Linked DNA regions of Mus musculus: region 1 is linked to region 2. The links are chromatin contacts, called in public promoter capture Hi-C maps. All regions are on one chromosome and are shown on one strand. The core of a region is the stretch at or near the end of the contact, and the rest is flanking DNA. Distances in the headings are between cores, read along the strand shown.

What was found. Capture Hi-C pulls out chosen DNA fragments and counts their contacts.
Region 1: a contact with region 2 is called in a promoter capture Hi-C map of adipose tissue. The contact joins two enhancer-like sites. A contact is called at or near these places in 2 of 484 Hi-C or Micro-C datasets (cranial neural crest and nephron progenitors), 1 of 115 datasets of contacts at active chromatin or transcription factors (microglia) and 4 of 9 other capture datasets (adipose tissue, embryonic stem cells, liver and 1 more).

What each region holds. Positions count from the first base shown.
Region 1 is chr16:38,757,222-38,763,570 of GRCm38.p6, forward strand. B4galt4 (UDP-Gal:betaGlcNAc beta 1,4-galactosyltransferase, polypeptide 4) reads left to right here. Exons shown (of 7, transcript NM_019804.4): 4 at 458-645; 5 at 5,848-5,970. Among named protein-coding and RNA genes, the nearest start is that of B4galt4, 18 kb to the left of the region's middle. Within about 2 kb of position 1,455, at least 51 of the 459 cell types and tissues checked have an H3K27ac peak or open chromatin away from gene starts, as enhancers often do. A contact at or near this core is called in adipose tissue, where this site is marked.
Region 2 is chr16:38,601,040-38,607,384 of GRCm38.p6, forward strand. It overlaps Arhgap31 (Rho GTPase activating protein 31), which reads right to left. Exons shown (of 12, transcript NM_020260.2): 11 at 5,563-5,840; 12 at 1-2,776. The coding sequence ends at 386. Among named protein-coding and RNA genes, the nearest start is that of Gm36482, 11 kb to the right of the region's middle. Within about 2 kb of position 2,577, at least 87 of the 459 cell types and tissues checked have an H3K27ac peak or open chromatin away from gene starts, as enhancers often do. A contact at or near this core is called in adipose tissue, where this site is marked.

The sequences.
Region 1 (6,349 bases), core at 205-2,704, 160 kb after region 2:
GACCAAGGTCCTCTCCTCCCATTGATGGCCAACAAGGCCATCCTCTGCTACATATGCAGCTAGAGGATGGCTCATTCTGTTATCCCAGCATTTGGGAGTCTGAGGCAGGAGAATTGCAGTGAGTTTCAGGCCAGCTTGGAGAAATGTCTCAAAAACAGAAACAAACTTTACTCTCATACAACCAATCTACTGGACTTTTAGTCTTTTCACCTAAGCAAATTATCCACCATCAGACAACTTGCTAGGCCCAACGGGATGCTTTTAAATTATAGAATATAGATATGCATGAAACACAAAGCCCAAACCCAATGGTTTGTTTGTTATGATTGCATTTCCTCTGTTAGACCCTAGAGTATGTTGTCTTGCTAATAAGCAGAGGTAATATAACACTCCTAAATGGCGGTGGAGGAGAGCACTTTTCTTTGGAACTCTTCATTTTCACGTGTGTTTTCCGTAGACGGGAAGTAAAAAGTTTAACCGAGCCAAGCTCCTGAACGTGGGCTATCTGGAAGCTCTCAAGGAGGAGAACTGGGACTGCTTCGTATTCCACGACGTGGACCTGGTGCCTGAGAATGACTTCAACCTCTACACCTGCGGTGATCAGCCCAAGCACTTGGTGGTGGGCCGGAACAGCACGGGCTACAGGTAAGGTGGCCCTGGCTGGGCGGCGTACTTACTGCGAGCGAGCGAGGCCATGATGTGGTGTCCGGAGTGAGTTAGGGAGGCGAGAAATGGGGAAAGACGCCCATTTTCCCTTAATGTGCAGAGCAGCAGTTAAAGGATAAAGTAAGGAGAAAAAAAAGGTCTCCCAAAACCTTGGCAAGAAACACAAAGACAAAGGGAAAGGGCAGGAGAAAGAATGTGACCCACGCAATTGTACGGGGCGGCCTGTAGTGTCTGTGGGGGCCCCCCGCCCTGCAGTACCTGTGGTGGGACTTGACAGGCTTTCCCACACAGGAGAACTTTAATAACCTGCCCATCCAGCTTGATTTCCTCTCCCAGACAATTCCATGGCGCCCTCTAGGCCAGTGTTTGAATTGAACATCCTGTCTATTTTGGGGACATCTTGCCAGAGTTCTAGGAAAGGGCGGGGCCGCACATGTCCACCTTCGTAGACTGCTTGGGAACCAGGATATCCAGGACAAGTTCCTGCCTTTCAGAGCTGCCATGGGAAATTCCACCATCCATCCTTCCGCTCTCTAGCTGTCTCCCAATAGAGGAATATGACCTTTAATTGTATTTAATACCAGCTCCTAGTCAAATATAACCGGCTGGGATGTATCAGATGCAGGTAAGCTCTATGTAAATTAAGCTGACTGTACACACACTTCCCTGTCACCTTCCTCCAAGGCCTGCTACTCCTGTGGAGCTATGCCACTAGGCTAGGGGCCAAGAGGCCAGTCTGGAGAGGCAGAGAAAGTGCTGGTGCAAGGAAACAGGAAGTTCCTATGGAGAAGCAGATGCAGGCATCTGCGTGGAGCTGGAGAGCACACAGCCGCAAGCAGTCAGTTAGGAGGAGGGAGGGGGAAGTGTGTGTGAAACTAAAACTAACCTGGAAAAGAGGGTGGGAGACTGCCAGACCCTGCAGAGCGAGAAAGGGAAACTGACCGACTCTTGATCAACTTCCTTGGTCTTTGCTCCTGTGTTGCTCTTTCGAAGTAGGTCTCTTACTTTGGATCACTTAAGAGGATGCTTTTGTGACTCCCATGAGAAGTCCTCTTCGGTGGGAGCGTAACCCCTTCCTTGTGAGGTCCCCGGGACAAATCACAGTTTGATTCCACCAGAGTTCCAGCAGTGTGCTTCTGAGGTTTGCTTACAGACCATGCGTGAGAGGCTGCTGGCAGGAGCACAGGTGACCTGAAAGCAGCCTTCCTGGAAGGTCTGCAGTCAGCATGGAGGTCAGGGTCCCTGTGCCCACACAGATGGCAGCGCTTCGGGTTGATCTTCCCTAGCCTCTCTAACTTAGCATCTCCCCCGACCTCAAGGTCACGTGCACTTAGGAGTGTACTTAGACCATGAGGCTGGGAGGAGCAACAGGAACAAGAGGTGAGGGTCCACTTAACCTCGGTGTTCTCTCCTTCTCTGAGGAAATGTCATCAGGTTACATGCCCAATTGTGACCGACTCTTAACCTCCTAACTTTAGGCATTCTGTTCCTGCCCCATTCCTTTTTCTAATTACTCAAGGGGAGGAGGTGGCGGGGGGTGGGTGGGTGGGAGGGGGGATTAAGGACAGGCTGTGGACTGAGAGAGTCTACATTGTATCATGGTGTTAACCTGGCCATCAGCATGAAGAGATAATTGTCCACTGGGACCTGATTTTGACCTTACACTCTGGTGTGACCATCATGGCCTCCATCAGAGACTGTGCACTTTAAGAGATGGCCTGTACCTAGCTTGCTGTTTAACTTTCCCTTACATCTGGCCAGACACTGCTGCTCTTCCCAGACACCATCAGCAAGCCTTTGTCTTCCTTGCAGAATCGAATACGCTTACCTTGTGATTTAAATGTAAGCTCGGAGAAAAACGGTGGCCCAGAGTGTGTATGTGTGTGCATGCGTGCACACACGCTGACGAGAGAAAAACATGAGGCCTTTGCAGTATGCAGGTTCTCCACCACTGAGTTATATTTGCTTTGTACTTCTTACCCATCCCTTCAGACTTAGATCTTACTTTGGTCCAGTTTTATTGTATGGATCATGCACATGCCCACCTGCCAGTCCCCCCCCCCCCCCGCCCCTTTTGTGGCACCTCCTTACCATTGCTATCCTGGGCAAAATTCTGCTGCAGGTGGCAGGCAATTTCAGTTTCAGGGTCTCCGTGACTTCTGATGGCAGCTCTGTATCACTGTGTTATAACATCACTGAGCTCTGGCTTCTTCATTGTCCCAACAGCCCCATGGGTGTAGGTATAAGAAATGTTTTCGCCTACAATCACAAAGAGGAAGAGGAGGGACACTGGGTCTCTGTTCTCTAGGCCTTGTAGGAAATATGGACTTGTTCCTTTTGCCTCATGCATGCGAATCTATAAGGAGGTTGGTATTGTTGACATCAAGGGACTGGGCACTGTTCATAAGGAAATGTCCCTTAAGTGTGACTGTGGCAAAACTGGAAGAGTCTACATCACCACCCAGCGTGCTGTGGGAATCATTGTAAGCTAGCAAGTTAAGGGCAAGGTTCTTGCCAAGAGAACTCATGTGTGACTTGAGCATATCAAGTACTCTGAGACCAAAGACAGCTTCCTGGAAGGGGTGAAGGAAAAGGATCAGAAGTCAAGGAAGCCAAAGAGAAGGGCACCTGGGATCAGCTAAAGTACCAGCCTGCGCCACCCAGAGCTGGACACTTCGTAGGAGTCTGAGCTGCTGGAGCTAATCCTGTATGAATTTGTAGCTTAAGGTACGAAAAGGAATAAACAGCCTGGACTGTGAAACAGAACCAAACCAAACCAAATGGAAATGTTTTCACCTGCCACACATTCAGTGGCAGGAAGTTAAAGTACCTTGCCCAAGTGTTTCAGATTCATGGTGAATTTTGTTGCTAATAACTCCTCCGTGCCCGCCTCCTTTCTCCAAGGACTCCATTGTAACTGTATGACTCCATCTTCCTCATTCTGGGGACCTTACAGCCCTTTAAAATATAGTTGTAAACTCACTTGAGGGCCTCTTAAAATGTACCCTCTTCCAGAAAAAGGATCAAAAGCAAAAGTCAGTACACACAGAGGCGTTTGCTGGATAACAACGGTAAGAGCAGTTCTGTGGTTTCCCTGGAGGCATCTGCTGCTCCTCCCCACAGCAAAGCTGGGCTCAGTGCTCCTTAGCCTACGCACTTCCTCACCAGGGTCTCACACCGTATCCTCCCTCATCTGTACATCTGGGTCCTTCCAGACCCTGCTCCTCTTGCTGTGGCTGTGGTTCCTAAGAACCTGGGGTTGTTCAGTTCAGAGCTCTAGGAGGGAAGGCCCCCGGTAATCCTGTGCTCTCAGCTAGCTACTTGGAGCATCGTAAGTACTAGCAGTCCCTTCTAGAGCATGCATGCCAGGTCTCTCATAAAAACTTCTCTTTGCTGCCTAGGAGGTTATGTGGGGCCACTATTTCTATCCACATGGCCCTGATGTAGCTGTTTTTGGTTTTGTTTTGTTTTGTTTTGTTTTGTTTTATGATAGTTAAGAGTCCCTTCATTGTTAAGTTCATGAATGTGATCGTGATGGTCAGTCTTGGTTTTCAACTTGACTAGACTGAGAGGGGGCAATAAGATCAGTTGGATATAGCTCAGAGGTGCCTGGGAAGGCATCTCCAGAGACAGTCAGATTATGATGGCAATGACCAAATCAGTGATTAATGATGGATTTATAATCCTATGACATTAATGGGAAGTGGTGGGTATTTTTAGATTTGGGGTTGTGGGTATTTTTAGACTTGGAGGAAGCGGGTCACTAGAAGTGTGTCCCCAGGGACTATATATTGTCCTGTTCCTCGTCCTCATCTTTGTGTCTTAACTGTCATGAAGTGAGTAGCCGTCCCTACCAACCATATCTTTTCCACTGTGATATTCTCACTGGCCACAGGCCCATCAGCAATGGAGCGAGCTGGCCATGGACTGAAGGAAACTATGAGCAAAAATAAAATTGCCCTCTTTTAAGATTGTTTCCCGCAGGTATTTTCATGGTAAAAGTTGATAAATATAACTATATCTCTAACTGTTATGGGATACATAGGGACTAGTTTGTATGAGGAGCATAGAAACCACTCAACCTCAGAGGAGCTTTGGGGATACCAGGTGTTAGGTTGGAAATGTCTACAGTGTATTGAGTGTCATTCTTTTGGGTTTTCTTTTTGTCTGGAAAACATCGGTATTTAGTTGGCTGAAGTCCGTGAAAAGTTTGAAATCGTCTCTGTGGTCACATGGTTCTGTTTAGTAGCTCCCTCCAGCTGCAGTTTGGGAGGATGCCAGAGTTGTATTAAGGGTTAGCCTTAGCCCAGCTTGCTGACAGGTCAGTGGGATAAGAGTCCTTTTATCCTGGGAGCTACTCTCTGACATTCCTCCCACCCTATTGTCCTAGGCCTTTGGCTTCCTCTTCTCCTTATTAGTCTTAACAGTGGTTCAGCGGATGTTCAACTCTTCTTGCTCATTCTATAGTCGTCCAGGTGTCTCCTACTCCACGGTCTTCAGGTACTCACAGCTGCTGAGTTATCTCCGCACAGGTGTCTTGTGAACGTGAACCCTTCCTCCATTGCCCGTTGGCATAAGCCCTAGGAACGTCTCAAATTTAGCCTAAGAATAAATTCATTGTCTTGCTCTCAAAACCAAACGATTTTCTTCATACTCAGTTTTCATGAAAGACACTGCATTCCATCTGATTGCCCAAGCCCGCAGTTCAGCCGAGTGGGGGTGGCCTGTTGATCTCTGTAGAAAGCAGACTCTTAAGATGGTGGTTTGCAGAGTGAGCACAATCAAAGCACGGACTGGAACTGTCTCCTGATTTACACCTCTTCTCTACCCTAAGAAGAAAGGGGGAGGGGGAGTATATTTATCATGAGACTCATTGATGCTGAACATACCTGGTGTTCTTAGCAGCCTTTACATGGGATGGATTCTCTCACTCACATTTAAGGCAATACTGAATACCAGTGTTATTGATAACAGGCACGTGGGTCACCTTACTTAGTGGGGTCACCCAACAGCAGATCAAAGGCCAGCAGTACAGGGAGACATGAGGCAAGAGTAGATAGTTGAAATGGGTGGAGGTGAACCATCTCCCAAGGGTTCCTGGAATGCTAGCCCCCGAAACCAGAGGGGGAACAGAGGGGCTTTGTGCTAAATGTCACTTCTCTGTTTTCTCTTTTGCTCCAGGTTGCGTTACAGTAAATATTTTGGGGGTGTCACTGCCCTCAGCAGGGAACAGTTTCTCAAGGTGAATGGATTCTCTAACAACTACTGGGGATGGGGAGGAGAAGACGATGACCTCAGACTCAGGTGAACAGCAGAGAAGGGACCTTCCCGGGGCTCTGCTCTCAGGGCTGACCTGGAAACCCGCACTTGTGTGTAGTTCCTGGACATGCCAGGCCAGCAGGTCCTAAGGCTGCAGAGTTGGGCTTAAATGGTGCCAGGGTGTGTGTGTGTGTGTGTGTGTGTGTGTGTGTTGATGGTAAAGATGTACCCATTGCCCAGAAATTCCTAACTATTCAAAAGCCCATAAGTCAGAGCTGTGATCCCAAGGGCCTCCTGGGCAGACAGCAGGGGACCTTTTCCCTCTTCCTGATGCTGCTTAGAAAGTGTGTTCTAAGCTCGAGATCTGAATTGACAGATATGCCACGATCAAGCACCCAGGAGGCTGGTGTGAAGGAGCTAGGCC
Region 2 (6,345 bases), core at 1,327-3,826:
TTTCTTTCTTTCAAGGGTTACTATCACAGGCAGCTCTTGAGAGCATAAGAGAATGATAATGGAGGCATAATCTGTCTCATAGATGAGCCCCGATTGCCATCGGAGGCAAGCATTCCCTCCTCTTCCTTGCCTAACCTTCCCCACTTGCTCATGTGGACTTCCTTAAACCTCACTCTTCGGTCCTTGTCTTGACCACTCTTCTTGCAAATGGACTCATACACGGTCAAAGACAAAGGAGAGGTGGGGAGAGAGGGAGAGAGAGGAGGTGGCCAGAGGCAAATAAAAGCACAAATTTCCATAGCGTGTGCCTGGAGAATGGCCAGTTGATGCCCGTAAGGACCAGATGAACCTGAAAGATTTACAGACAACAGCAGGTCGGATGGTCTCATTCTATCTGTCTCCCACTTCTTCCATCCAGAATCACGGATCTCCGCTGGGGCTGGTAAAAACAGCTTGTCGAAGTCTCGAGTCTTTGGCCATTCTTAGGGATGGTCATTTTATTCCTAAGCGTGACCCCTTCTGGTGTGATCCATGTGTTTTCGGCCAACTCTCCACAGAGAAGACCAGGGGAAACTGTCTGAGTAGGGCTCCTGATAGGGGACAGTAGGACCTTGGAATCTATCACTGTGGGTGAGGAAGGTAGATGGTCCATGATAGGGAATAAGATTAGGCTCTGAGGTCTTCCTGGCCTTGACCTGTGGAAAGCTTTAGGACCCCCAGATGCTCGCTCCAGTTTGGAAGAAAGAAGGTTGTCTCCTGATGGCTCTGTCTCTGATGTGCGTTTTCTGCATTGCACCACCGCATCCTGTGTGGAGGCCAGAGTGGATGCACTTGGTTCTGGAGAGCAGGAGGACCCCTCATACATGCAGGATGTAATGCTGGCCTGCCTCCGGGATGCGGAGGCTCCTGTCTCTTGCTTTGGTTGCTCTTCCTCTGGGCTTCCCAGGGAGGAGGGAGAATCATCTTTGGTGGATTTCTGAGGGATCTCAGGGGTTGAACCAGGTTCTTCCTGGCTTCTCTCCAGAGGCTGAGCCCCTCCCTCCCCTGTGCTCTGAGAGGGCAGGGGCTGTGGGATCTGTGTGTATTGGATCTTGGGTGGGATGACAGGGACTGCCTTGGCCTGACACATTTTGACCATGAAGGAGGTTCTCACAGCTGACACACTTACAGGAGCCGAATTCCTGCGGCCTGTCAGGGTGTGGGCAACAATGTCCAGGTCCTGCGTGTCCTGGGAATTCCAGGGGGCTGCTTTGCAGTGAGAGGAGCTCATCCAGGTGACCTTGGTGTCTCCTAGTTCAGAGAGCTCTATTCCAGGTGAGCTAAAGGGAGCCCCATTCTCAAGTCGGAAAAGGTCAGCTATGGGAGTGGCAGAGTCCAGGTTGAGGGAAGACGGCCTGTGTTTCCCTTTTGAGGGCCCACACTCAGTGTTCTTAAGCTGTAACTGTAAGGGATGTTCCCCAGGTAAGGTGCTGTCTTGAGCCCTCGGTGAACTCTCCTTGCTGCTATCTGGCCCGGGAACATCACTGTGTTTCATCTGACGGTTGCTAAGTTCCAGTTGTGGTTCCTGCTCCTTTCCCTCTGCTAAACCCATGAAGTTGGTTTCTACTGGTTTGGGTTGTATACCAGATGGTCCCTTCTGACTGGGAAGAACCTCTAACCCTTTCAGGCCAGAGAACTCTCTGAAGGCTTTTAGGGCTTTCTCTTCCAATCCGGCAATCTTGGTCCTGGCTGCCGGGGGCTGCAGAGGCTCATAGTTCCTCTCTGTTTCCAGATTGGCACAACTGCTGGAGAAGGGCGCCTCAAGAGTCCAGTGGCTGTTTCCAGTGGTTTTACTATCGAGAGAATGGCTCTGGCGAAGGCTGGGCCTGTGGCAAAGTCTCCTCTCTAATCGGTGGCCCTGGGAGCCTTGCGTCTGGGACTCCTGAACTTCTTTCAAGGTGGGAGAATGAAGGGGACTGGTCACCCACTGGGGTTCCTCCCAGGGTTCCACCATCTCCAGGCCATGCTGGGCAGGGTCCGTCACAGTGTCATCTTCGTCACAGTCTGAAGGCTCTTGTGCTGAATGCGGAGCACCTCCCTCCTCTTGTGGGATGATGTCAACCTCTTTGGTTGGGCTTGGAAGACCAGGGCCTTTGTTCTCAGGAACAGCATGCCTTGCGTTTTGCTTCTCATTTGGGCTTGCAATAGCTTCCTCTCTCTGACAGGGGGTAGGGATGCCAGGGCTCTCTTTGGGGGTTGGCTGCTCTGTGTAGACATCTGTCCTGGAATCCCTGGCTGCATCTTCCCTGTCAGGACCTTCCTTTGACAGCAGGACTTCAGGCTCCTCCTCCAGAGGTGTGGGGGGAGGAGGAGCAGGAGTAAGAGGGGGAGAGAGATTCCTTGGGCCTCCTATCTCTATCCTAGCCGGAGAAGATACCTTCTCAAACAGAAGCATTTCCAGAGGCGCTAGACTGGCTGGGTCTGGGCTGAGCTCCTGCTGAGACTCTGACTCGAGGAGGCTGCAGACTGGCTCTAGCTTCTCTCTGTCAGTGAGGATAGCAGCTTCCTGTATGCTCTGATTGGCTGCGTCCCTAGTCCACACCTCCCGAGGAGCAGAGCTACTAGGCAAGCTCCCAGGGGCTTCTGGGAAGGGAAATGGGGCTGGGCTTGACTCAGGAATCGGGCTTGTCTTCTGAGCAGCGGGTGGCAAGGAAGAGAACTCCTCCTCTGATTCAATGATTTTCAGTTCCTGTTGAATCTCAGGCCAGATCAAGGCCTGAGCCAGGTCTTCTTCATCCTGAAAAACAAGAAGACCTTAGTTACTTTAGAGCCCAGAACTCTGGGTACTGACGTCTGCCAAGAGTCCAGTGAGCGCGAAGGGAATGGAGTGGTTGCCAATACTCTGGCCAATAAAGGAGGCAGCCTCAGTAATAACCATGGCTGTCTGAATGCCCAGCATATGCCATGATCCTTATCCATGTGCCGTCTTCCTGGAGACAGTACTGGGCTAGTTGAATAGATTTAACTAGCCGAATCACAGAGCTGTAGATAAGGATGGAAATCCAGTCCTGTCCACAGTACGACATGATCTACTTCTGACCCCCATCCTTAGCCAGTTCTAAGCACGAAGCTGTATGTTCCAGAGAGTGCTCAGCCCTCGAGCTATGTCCACAGCCTTCCAGTCACGAGTAATGTGTCCCTTGCCTTTCCTGTAAAGAGAATCATCTCAGGAGTATCTCTAACCACTGGAGGCGTGGAGTCTTTCTGAGAGGTCCGATCTGCTGCCGACGTCTCATCTCTTCACCTGGCTCTGCTTCTGCAGCTCGGAGGGTTAAATCTAGGGTCTCATGTGTGAAGTGGCAACTGCAGAGACTGCATGGGTCTGAGCTAGGTCCTCTGCATATCTTATGCCTGTGTAGCTTGACGCTCTCATGGAACTTCCAACACTGGGAGTGGCCATGTCTCTGACTCTTTTTCCCATTTTCCCATGTTTAAGACCCTTTTTCTCTGACTGGGTTGCTTCGTCCAGCCTAGATATGAGGGGATGGGCCTAGTCTTTTTTTCTTCTTCTTCTTCTTTTTTTTTTTTTTTAAGATTTACTCATTATTATATCTAAGTACACTGTAGCTGTCTTCAGATGCACCAGAAGAGGGCGTCAGATCTCATTACGGATGGTTGTGAGCCACCATGTGGTTGCTGGGATTTGAACTCAGGACCTCTGGAAGAGCAGTCGGTGCTCTTAACCACTGAGCCATCTCTCCAGCCCTGGGCCCAGTCTTATTGAAACTTGTAATGCTATGTTTAGTTGATGTCCCTGGGAGGCATGCTTGCTTGCTCCTTCCTTCCTTCCTTCCTTCCTTCCTTCCTTCCTTCCTTCCTTCCTTCCTTCCTTCTTTCCTCTTCCTTCCTTCCTTCCTTTGAAGGGAAACTGAGGAATGAATTTAGGAGACAAGGAAGGTCAGAGGAGGGGCTGGGAGGAATGGAAGTAGGAGAAACTTTGGTCAAAATCTAATGTATGGGAGAAGAAGGAAGGAAGGAAGGAAGGAAGGACTATATTATATCCCCTTATTATCCCATTCTTTCACTTTGCCCTGGGTATTGACTTCCCCCTGTGAGGCTGGCAGCCCCAAGGACAGGGACAGTGGCGATAGTCTTAGTACTACAGTGACCCCACTGTTCAGGATTGCACGCTGTTTCGTACAAAGTGGGGATTTGGGATGTACGTTCAATGAAGAAATGACTTGATGCCTTTACTTGTTAACTTGAATTCACCCTCACTCTTCCAGCCTTAACATTATCTTCCTCTAAAGTAATGTGGCTTGCATTTGGGCTCTCCTCACTGAAGAATCTCTGCCAATGCAAACACGCTCACAGCCTCGCTCAGCCTTCCCGAGGACACTGCTTCTTCACATCAGCTTTGCCCTAGCTCCCAGCACACGGTCCTCTCGGCATCTTCTGGAAGCAAATTAAGATGCTGTAGGCTTCCTTATCCCTCAGCACATGTGTCCGCAGAAAACCTCCTCACACCTTCTACGTAAAGATGTCTCATAAAACCATCCATGGACAATTCCACCCTCAAGAGTGGCCGAGGTTTGTCAGCTTTGGCGTCAGATTTGAGCTCCTCTAAAAACACAGACCAGAGCCTGGAAACCTCTCAGATTTTATAGACAGCTATGGACGAGCCCCAGGCCATGATGTCTGAGGATAGAGAGTGGGGCTCATGAATGGTCATCATATTTGGAGACTGTGATATGACCAGCTGGCTTTGGTTGAATGTCATTCCATAAAGACTTGCCGGTGGTTTATGGGCCAGACATAATTAGAGTTATGTTTGCCTTAGGAATCTGAGCTGGATGGTGTCTTCCCATTATGGTGGGACTTCTCAGAGGCCTGCCACAAAGAAGCCCCAGGCTGAGAAGTGAGTTTTGGTTTTGTTTTGCTTCTTCTGAGTCAGGGTCTCATACATCCCAGATTGTCCCGAATGGCCTTGAAATCATGATCCTCCAGTTTCCATCTCCCTAGTGACAGGCTCATAGGTGTCTGTCATCATTCCTGGCTAGTAAGTGAGACTTCTAAAGACTCATTAACCTTTTTTATACATAAAAAGGGGGCTAGGAAGATGGCTCAGTGGGTAGATGTGCTGTGAGCCCCATCCCTGGAACCCACATACAAAGTTTGAATGTGGTGGTGCACATCTGTAATACCAGGACTCCGGTGGTGCGATAGGAGATGGGAAGAGGGAACCTGCTCAGAAGCCTCAGGGCTGGTCGGCCTGCAGTACACGGTGCGGCAGAAACAGGAACAGAGGATATTGCCTTAACAAGTAAGGTAAAAACAGACCACAAAGGTGTCCTCTAACCTCAAATATACATGCTGTGGCATTCATACATATACTGTGGCACACATGCAGCTGTGATTACACAAAACAAAATTAAATTAGATACTAATCTTAATCAATTAACTGATGTAATAAATAAGTTATGTTTCTCTTGCAGAAACCTTTGTTTTTTTGTTTTTTTGTTTTTTTGGTTTTTGTTTTTTTTTTGTACCATTTGTGGTTGGAAGAGGAAGAGTCCGCCTTACCATCTCGTGGAGAATCAATGGTTCAGTCCCAGCCCCGAGGCTCTCTTGTGGAGTGCTGGGCTTCGGCTGGCTAGCACCCTGGCTCTCCTCCATCACCTTCTCAGCCTTTGGCCGCTTCTCTGCTTCCTTTGATACTTGAGAGCCCAGGGATACATGCAAGGTTTTCTTCTCCACTTGGGTGCCTGGGTCCAGGGGAGGGCTTTGGCTACATTCTGCTCTCCCCGGGACTTCAGGTTCTGGCTTGGTGTCCTCGGTAGCTGCCTTCTTAGTAACAGAGCCTGTGAGGAGAATGTGAGTGGTCAGTACAAAGGGTGAACCTTCAAGAAGGATTGGCAGGGGCTGGAGAGATGGTTCATCAGTTAAGAGCGCTGGCTGTTCTTCCAGAGGTCCTAAGGTCAATTCCTAGCAACCACATGGTGGCTCACAACCATCTGTAATGGGATCTGCTGCCGCAATACCACCTTGACACTGCCCTGACCCTAGCCTTGCTTTGTAGGAATGGGGGATTCTCTCACCTCACTGCCCACTCATTCTTTATGCTTTCTCCCAACGCGGTTCCTGCCTCAGACCCCAGCAATCATCCACTCTGTAGGTTCTCGACTGGGAGCCATTTTGCTACAAATTTCCCCAGCCTCCCTGGGGACACTGGCAATTTCTGGAGAGATTTTCGGTTGTCACAGCATTGATTACAGCATAGCTGTTTAAACTGTATGATGTGCCCCCAGATGAGGTCATGCAACTGAATGTGTAGGCTGTGGAAGTTTTGTCTAGAGTGAAAGGCCT